3 separate regions of the Mus musculus genome follow, and regions 1 and 2 are each linked to region 3. The links are chromatin contacts, called in public HiChIP or PLAC-seq and promoter capture Hi-C maps. All regions are on one chromosome and are shown on one strand. The core of a region is the stretch at or near the end of the contact, and the rest is flanking DNA. Distances in the headings are between cores, read along the strand shown. Region 1 has its middle 12 kb from the start of Gm1113. Region 2 overlaps Cdon (cell adhesion molecule-related/down-regulated by oncogenes). Region 3 holds the start of Srpr (signal recognition particle receptor ('docking protein')).

The links. Promoter capture Hi-C pulls out the DNA fragments that hold promoters and counts their contacts. HiChIP or PLAC-seq counts read pairs in DNA pulled down with a chosen protein or histone mark.
Region 1: a contact with region 3 is called in an H3K4me3 HiChIP or PLAC-seq map of embryonic limb bud, with 5 times the contacts expected there. The contact joins the enhancer-like site here to the promoter of Srpr in region 3. A contact is called at or near these places in 12 of 39 promoter capture datasets (the C10 cell line, the HPC-7 cell line, cranial neural crest and 8 more), 2 of 15 datasets of contacts at CTCF or cohesin (the NIH/3T3 cell line and large pre-B cells), 11 of 484 Hi-C or Micro-C datasets (the 3T3-L1 cell line, the C2C12 cell line, the C3H10T1/2 cell line and 8 more), 29 of 115 datasets of contacts at active chromatin or transcription factors (the 230-238 cell line, acute myeloid leukemia, craniofacial prominence and 18 more) and 3 of 9 other capture datasets (adipose tissue, liver and pancreatic islet).
Region 2: a promoter capture Hi-C map of hippocampal neurons shows a contact between it and region 3, with 2.1 times the contacts expected there. The contact joins the enhancer-like site here to the promoter of Srpr in region 3. A contact is called at or near these places in 8 of 39 promoter capture datasets (the 3T3-L1 cell line, the C10 cell line, cranial neural crest and 5 more), 8 of 115 datasets of contacts at active chromatin or transcription factors (effector CD8 T cells, embryonic basal ganglia, embryonic forebrain and 5 more) and 3 of 9 other capture datasets (adipose tissue, liver and pancreatic islet).

What each region holds. Positions count from the first base shown.
Region 1 is chr9:35,528,721-35,531,420 of GRCm38.p6, forward strand. No RefSeq gene overlaps it. Among named protein-coding and RNA genes, the nearest start is that of Gm1113, 12 kb to the left of the region's middle. Within about 2 kb of position 1,256, at least 23 of the 459 cell types and tissues checked have an H3K27ac peak or open chromatin away from gene starts, as enhancers often do. A contact at or near this core is called in craniofacial prominence, embryonic limb bud, neural tube and 1 more, where this site is marked.
Region 2 is chr9:35,506,981-35,509,680 of GRCm38.p6, forward strand. Cdon (cell adhesion molecule-related/down-regulated by oncogenes) reads left to right here. Exons shown (of 19, transcript NM_021339.2): 19 at 1-672. It overlaps Gm1113 (predicted gene 1113), which reads right to left. Exons shown (of 12, transcript NM_001378295.1): 10 at 2,583-2,607; 11 at 2,421-2,473; 12 at 2,242-2,339. The coding sequence ends at 2,242. Among named protein-coding and RNA genes, the nearest start is that of Gm1113, 9.9 kb to the right of the region's middle. Within about 2 kb of position 1,446, at least 79 of the 459 cell types and tissues checked have an H3K27ac peak or open chromatin away from gene starts, as enhancers often do. A contact at or near this core is called in adipose tissue, fibro-adipogenic progenitors and hippocampal neurons, where this site is marked.
Region 3 is chr9:35,209,849-35,212,548 of GRCm38.p6, forward strand. It overlaps Srpr (signal recognition particle receptor ('docking protein')), which reads left to right and starts at 1,355. Exons shown (of 14, transcript NM_026130.1): 1 at 1,355-1,557; 2 at 2,144-2,227; 3 at 2,500-2,663. The coding sequence starts at 1,441. It overlaps Foxred1 (FAD-dependent oxidoreductase domain containing 1), which reads right to left and starts at 1,207. Exons shown (of 11, transcript NM_001291448.1): 1 at 959-1,207; 2 at 97-317. The coding sequence starts at 1,043.

The DNA.
Region 1 (2,700 bases), core at 6-2,505, 320 kb after region 3:
TTTCATGTACCAAGAGACTGAAACTTCAGAATGATCACACCTGGTGCTGGGGAAGCTAAAGGAGAAACAGCCCTCTTAGCAGTCAGGGCAGTGCCTCAGCCTTCTGAGAAAGGTGCCTATCAGGGCATATGAAAACTAAAAATATGAATTTCTTTGGCCAATTTAAACAAAGTCTGGGAGTTAAGCCATAGGGAGAAAAAAAAAGCAAGAAACTATATGTGTGTGTGAGTGTGTGTGTGTGTTTCATATAGTAATGGCAGAATGATATACATATACCCGTATTCTGTAACATTTTGTGTGTGTATGAATGTTTACATGGGCACATGCGTGTGCATGCATGTGTTGAGTACATGAGCCTCAAGTGTCATCCACCTTACTTTGTGAAGCAGACTCTTTCTCTGGCCAGCAGCTCACTAAGGAGGCTGGAATGGCCGGCCTCAGAGTTCCAAGGATTCATGCCTGTGTCTGCATCCCCAGAGGTGGACTTAAACGTGCAGCTTTTTACAAGGACCCTGGGCATCAAACTCAGGTTCTCACGTCTGTGCAGCAAGCACTTTATTAAGCTATCTCTCTCTCTCCCCCTTATAATATACTATTATGCAATTATTAAAACAATAAATCACAGAAAGGCAAATTCTGTATTATTTCACTGATATGAGGTCCCTAGAGTAGTCACAATCACAGAAATGGAAAACAGAGTGGTGCTTGCCAGGGTTTGAGAAGAGGCAGTAGGGAATTGTTTGACTGAGAGAGAATTTCAGTTTTGCAAGAGGGAAGCATTCTAAAGATGAGTTATATTACCACATGATTATACTTAAAGCAGCCCTTTCTCAAAGATTTTATTCTCTCTCTCTCTCTCTCTATATATATATATATATATATATATATATATATATATAATCAAATTGAAGTGATTTTGTTTTTGTTAAGCAAGAAAACCAGCTATGTGGCATTTGTAAAAGAACTGACAATAAAGGTCAGCCAACACCAGCTGGGTAGTGGAGACCAGCCTTGAAGGTGTCCTCTGACTGCATAGTGCTCTCTGCTTTCACCCCAGCCTGAGGCTCCAGGCAGAAGCTGATGCTGATGTGAAAGCTTGCTAACTCTGCTTTGGTGGCTAAGCATCTTTTTACACAGACTCCTGCCCTGATGTTCTGGCATGTCAGCCCCCTCCCCCTCTGCTGGCCCCCACAGGTTCTACAGGGCCAGTGGAGGCCCACAGCTGTTTCTAATATTCTACACAAACTTTATTGAAATGAGAAGCCCCGTTTATCATCCCCCAGGCCCAGCTACTCCTGATTAGGTGCAGATGACTGGACATGCTGGGGGTGGAGCTGGCAATCAAAGAGGAGATTGTTTTGAGCCAGGAGGTGAGAGGGGCAGGAGACTGGGGAGCTGAGGAGAACCCAAAGGGGGTCCCAGGGAACCAGGCAAGGAAGGGTGGCATTCTCAGTCTGAGGGGGGAGAAAGGCATGGTGGGGCTGAGGCAACGAAGGGTCACTTTTTGGTGGCTTCTCTTCTCTGGCCGTATCTTCCCTTACTGGCCTCCTAACCACTTTCAAAAGGCATTTTCTATGTCAGTAGCATCTTCCATTTCCACAAAACCATGGCTAACTACTCTTTGCTTTCAGCTTGGTGCTTTGCCAGAACACATTTTTTGGGTATGTACGAAAGGACATCTTTTTCTGCGTGGCCTCTTCATGATTCCACTCAAACATTGAAAATAACCTAGACAATAAATGTCTGGATGTGGGCACAAGGGGACATATTGTTGGAAATATAGAGTTCATTAGAAGAGTAATAATGTCACAGACAAACAGAGAACAGAATGGAGGGGACTCTGAAGGGAAAAAAAAATCAGGATCCATGTGGCAGATGTGTGTGTGTGTGTGTGTGTGTGTGTTCTTATATCTTTCTGTAGATGGAGGGTCGTTTCTCAGCAGAGGCCTGCAGTCACTCCCTCTGTTTCCCAGGCAGGAAGCAGGGAAAGTGGGAACAGGAGGCATGGCCACCAATACTGCCTATCTTTGGTGTAAATTCACTTCCCCAGGTGAGAAAGAAACCCTGGTACCTGGTAGTCTGATAGCCAGAAATTCAAGATGTTTTGGTAGGGTGTCCATCCTGGTATCTGTGAAAGGGGAAAGGCTACTGTGGAGATATTGAGGCCTGAGCAGCAGTGATATTCTAACAATACATTCCTTCAGATGGGTTCTATGTTACAGCTGCCTCTCAAAGTGGCTGTAACCTGACCAGAGGCTACTCTAGTTTATGCAAGGACATTCTATACTGTGCTGTTGTAACGCAGTAGTCCTTTGGCAGGTGCAGCCATTTAAAATGAAAATGGAAAACCCAGTTGTGTAGTTATGTTCACCACATTTCCAATGCTCAGCGGTTGTTGTGTAATGACGAGTCAAGAAATAGAAGCTAGGCATGGTGGTGGCACACCTGTAATCCCAGCACTCGGGAGGCTGGGCAGATCTCTGTGAGTTCAAGGCCCAGCCTTGTCTACATAGTGAATACTAGAAAGGACAGAACTATATAGTGAGATCATGTCTCAACAAAAGCAAGCAAGCAAGCAAGCAAGCAAGCAAGTAACCAAACAAACAAAAGAAATAACAAGGATCTCTTGTTTTACCCTGGTTGCAAACTAACAAGTTAGTCTGCTAGTTTCAGGGATGCTGCGAAGACACTCCTGGGCCA
Region 2 (2,700 bases), core at 196-2,695, 300 kb after region 3:
TCCACCCCTGCTGCAGCTGGTGGGGCTTCCCTCTGTCCACCCGCATCTCAGACTGGCAGAGCTCTTTACCAAGTACTTCATGTTCGGGAATCTCTCCTTGATACTCTACCCTTACCCTCACCCAATCCCACCCTTTCCTAACCTCATGAAGATTTAACCATCAACTGGCCCACTGACCATGAAGCTGGTAGGGGCTCTTCGTGGTTCGGGAGAGCCTTTGTTCAGCATTAAGCTTCCCTAGTCCTAGTAAATCATGTCTCCTTTTCCTGGTTTTGTTCACCAATTATGTGACTGGCTCTGGTGACGGGTGCTGTACAGGGTACAGGTTAATTGTGTCATTCTAAACTGTTGAGGTGATCTCATTGTTAAACGGTTCTTGCTGGGTTCTCTTTGTACAGTTGTTACTCCAGGCTGATCACGTCACATCTCTGCGTCAGCTCCAGCACTACCGAGAGACTGTTCGGAACTGTCCTTTCTTTACCTGTATTGCTCGCTCTTACAGCATTGGCCCTGCGATGCATGCCTTGTGCTATATTGAAAAAATATGTTTTATTTTCCTTAAAGTTGTGCTGTTATGTGTGAAGTTGTACATACTCTAAGTGATGTAGTTTTGACAGGTTTTATTTGGTTGGCATGATTTTATATTAAAAGAGAATGCTGCTTTCACGTGCAGTCGCCTGTGAAGAGGGATACATACATACACACACATACACACACACACACACACCCCTGGGGACACAGAGTGGCTTGTGACTGAGAGTATATAAATGTCCTATTTGGAAATGTTCCAGAACCTCTGCCTTGTTGTTCTACAAAGGCCCTGTGAACACCCAAGGGCCCAGCCACCTCTCCCTTATCGTGACTCCCAATTCTGGGAGGGAGCAAGACTACAGCAGGTGTCTACTAGGGAGTCTGAGGGACCCTAACAGGAGCTTAGCTGAGATAGAGGATGGGAGAGAAGTGAGGAGAGAGATTCTTCTTTCCCATAGTGTCTGTTACCACAACCTCAGGATCCGTGGAATGTGAGCACCAGGATGGAATATAGCACCTCCACAGAAACTTGCTTTATTTCCCTGAATAGTGGAAGTCAGTTATCTTCCCTGACCAGAAAATCAACAGAATCCTTTCAGTCAGGTGTGGCCATTTTGTATTTCATTTCTCATAGTCAAATAAGCCGCTTTTAACTCTCAGGCCCCATCCTGAGAGCTACGAGGAAAGCTGAAACCCTTTTCTAATAAGGCCTAAGTGTGTGAGAACCAAAGAAGCTTCTTAGGTTTCTCCCCGTTTTCTGTCTCCTGTCAGGCGCCACTTTCTGTACTGCTGGCAGATCAGCCCCTGCTTGGCTCTGTCCTCCCTCCGCAGAGCAGCCCTGACTTTTCCCCCCTCTCAGCCAAACAAGCGCTCACTTGTGCCTCGCCCAGATTTCAGACTCACACTGGCAGCTGTCAGAGTGTGATTTTGGAACAGCCTCTGCTCTCTGTCAGCCAGCTCCCCCAGGCCTGGTGACTGGAGTGTTGCTGAATACCTCTGCTGGCACAGATTGCAGGAGTCTGGCCGCTGCGTGGTCAGTGACGCCCCTAAGCTGATTTGAACAAAGGGAACACATACCTAGGCACCTGGCTCTTCTTGCCAATAAAGCTTGACCCAAGCAACCATCTCAGAAGTTGTTATTGAAAGAGCTGTGCTAGACATTAGCTACAATTGAGTTAGGGATTACTCAACCCAGTGCTTTTGTTCTCTCTCTCTCTCTCTCTCTCTCTCTCTCTCTCTCTCTCTCTCTCTCTCTCTCTCTCTCAAGAGCTCAGCTCTTAGTTCCCTGGTATCAGAGAATATTCCCTGTACCATTTTCAATTGCTCTCAGATGCTCAGATGCCTTCCATGTTGTCTCCAGTTGTGGATTTTCCTCTTATCTGCCACAAACTGCGCCAGGGCTCCTTTTATCACGTGGAACACTGTAAGTGGGCCGTGGACCACTTCTCGAGCCTGGATAGTGAGTTGGAAGTAATTGATCTTTGAGTGTTGGATGGGGAAGAGAGAGTTGCTTCCTTAGTTTGTTTTTTGGGTTTTTGGTTTTGGTTTTGTTTTGTTTTTTGTTTTTCGAGACAGGGTTTCTCTGTGAAGCCCTTGAACTCAGAAATCTGCTTGCCTCTGCCTCCCGAGTGCTGGGATTAAAGGCATGTGCCACCACACCCGGCTGCCTCCTTCTACCTGCCTTCCTCGGCCCATTGCACCATTATTGTCCTATGGTGTTGCAGTCACTGTGATGGTGACATTTACTGGAGCATCAATGGATTCTTGTATAGGGTCTGAACTTGAGGTGGTAGATGCTGTTTCAGTGCCTAGAAAGAGCACAAGTGGACAGGGAAGAGCAAGGAAACCAGCAGAGGACTCGTGTAGTCATTGGCACAAATGGTGCCTACCTGCTGGGGCCTCGATGCTTTCCCTGGAGGCCCTCTGTTGCTGTTCGTGCTCCCTGAGGTGGGTAAGAGAGAGAGAGAAATGTTACGGGCATCTACACCTTCCTAGCTTTCCTTTCTAATTAAGAAAAGTCTGGACCCCATAAAGAAAAGTGGCACACTCACATAGGAACAAGCAGCCGACTCAGGCCTGGGGGAAAAAAAATGAAAGAACATTACTTGACCAATGCAGTGTGGACCACAGGAAAATGGCCCTCCCCTTCCTAGTGGGTTCCGTACAGAG
Region 3 (2,700 bases), core at 105-2,604:
TATTTCTTAAGCTCCAAAGTCCAAAGCACAGTCCCTGCCCTCAATGCCACAGTCTGTGTCCTCAATAAGATGACTGCCCTTACTCCCTGACCTCACCGTGTGGTCCTGCTCCACCACCAGCACCCGAATGGCACCTCTTCTACTCTCCAGCTTCTTCAGCCAAAAGGCCACAGACAGACCAAGAATCCCACCTCCTATGATGACCACATCCGCCTGTTCTGGGGGCAGGTGGCTGGTGTCATACAGCACTTCATATTTCTTTCCAGGCAGGATGGAATCAACCTTCTTCTTAAAGTCAGACACCTTTGCATCCCAGTCTGCAGGACATAGTTACAGTTAGATGACTTATGTTCTTTTCTGCGTGGTTGGGGGTTGGAGGATGGGTACAGGAAAAGGGGGGCTGAAATAGGCATTTGGATTGCCACACCTCCAATGTCATCCTTTCTCATAAGATCAACTCATATGCAGCAGTATTGTTAGAACTTTGTTGTTTGGTCTTTGTCCCACCAGGCCCCAATATCATGGATCTCTAACACTGGAAGATTCAACTTCCTGAAATTACTTTCTGTTTCCCCATCAAGCGAGATGTGACTCACATTATTTAGCTCTTGCAGATCTCTCTCCCTCCTGAACCCCATTCTCAGATATGCCAGGCCCAGGGAACGAGTCCCTAGTATACTTCATACTGCACAGCCTTCTAAAGCCGGGCACCTTTGTAATGGTTTCTTATCCTTATCCATCATCGCCAGCAAGCTTCCATTTATATGGCATTGTCCACTGGGAAGTGCCTCCTTGAGAGCCATACACTTGCCTCGGCTCTTTGACCTTTAGTAGGCAAGCCTACCCCTTCCCCCAGCTAACTCGCTGTCCCGCCCGCACGAGGCAGGGGGTCGAACCTTGAAGGTCACATCTATGGAGGGTTTGGGCTCCCCAGAACCACTGCTGCCCTCAGCTTTACCCAGAGTAAAGCCTCCTTTGCGTGTGCGTAGCCCCCGGTATGGGAGGCCCGGGCCCAAGCCAAGACGCAGCGCTCTGCGAAACATGGCCTTAGAGCCCGGCTTCTTTCAGCTTGAGGTGGGTTCCCCTCAAGCCGACTCTGTCCTTCCTGTCATCGGTCCGCGCCACGGGGAATAGACACGAACGCGCCGATTAGCCGGCAGTGCTCTTCAGGCTCCACCCCTCCACGCTATAGGGGAGCTATCGCCTCTGGAGTCCCGCCCCTGTGTGCTATTGGTCAGGCTTGAGTCTACGTCATCTCGCGCGCCCTGAGCGGGAAAGGGGCGGGACCACGGAGGCTCGTAGCGGAAGTGCGGCTGAACCGGTTTCCGGGGGCTGCTGGTGTGACGTGTCCCGCGCTTGGCGCAGCAGGAAGCGGCGGCGGCGGACGCGGCCCGAGTTCCCGGCCCCGGTCTCGGCCTCAAGTCTTCTCCCGCTTCCGTCATGCTTGACTTCTTCACCATCTTCTCGAAGGGCGGGCTTGTGCTCTGGTGTTTCCAGGGCGTGAGCGACTCGTGCACCGGGCCCGTCAACGCGTTGATTCGTTCCGTACTGCTGCAGGTACCACCCCCGCGGGGCAGAACTCCGGGCTGTCGTCCCTCAGACCCAGACTGTGGTCCCCTTTCCAGTAGTCACTCCGCACTTTCCGTTCTGATCTCCTCAAACTGGTCGGTTACCGGCCACCCAGGATCGACTTCCTTGCCTGGATCACAGTATCCCGAAACTTTGCGACGCCCCCCACTCCTCCCGTTTCCGGGGCTCTAGCCACGTTCTGGCGTCCTAATGGACTCGAACTCCCTCTCCACTCATCCGAGCAGCGTGGTTTTCTGCTGTTTTGACGTTGGGTGAAACTGTGGATGCGAGAACACCTTTCAGGAACAGTAGATGGTTCACAGCTGCTAGAAGATCTGATTGTTTATATATGACTGTTTACTTCCTGGCTCCCACGTGTCCTGTCTCCTGTCCCAGCTTTACCCCTTGTCCTTACCTGGTGTCTGTCTGTCTGTCTTTTTTTCTCACGGGGTGCTAGAAATGTCCCAGAACTCCCTTGTTGAGGGCAGGATTATATCTGGTTATTTCCCAAACGTAGTCCAAAGTCTGGTTTTGCTGTGGATGTAGCCTGACTGCTGAAACGCTCTTTTTCCAGGAACGGGGCGGTAACAACTCTTTCACTCATGAGGCTCTCACACTCAAGTATAAACTGGACAACCAGTTTGAGCTGGTGTTTGTGGTAAGTGGGGGTATGTTAGAAAGACAAGTTATGTTCTCAACAGCATCCCCACTGATGAACCTAATTAATTGTGGGTATTGTGTATGTGATAAAGTGATAGAAAAAAGTTAGGAATGTGGAGGGGAGAAAGCAAGCGACTTCTGGGTAAGATTGTAAGCTTGGCTCTCCCGGGGCAGGAAACCTATCTCTGGAGGCTTGGGTTGAGTTGGCTTCCTTCCATTCTGGGCTGGCATGTAAGGAGATCTATTGGCTCCGTCTCCTTCCATAAACAGGTTGGCTTTCAGAAGATCCTCACGCTGACCTATGTAGACAAGTTGATAGATGATGTGCACCGACTGTTCCGGGATAAGTATCGCACAGAGATCCAACAACAGAGTGCTTTAAGTCTATTGAATGGCACATTTGATTTCCAAAATGACTTCCTGCGGCTCCTTCGGTGAGAGGCTTTCCTCCGTTCAAAGGGAAAATTTTCA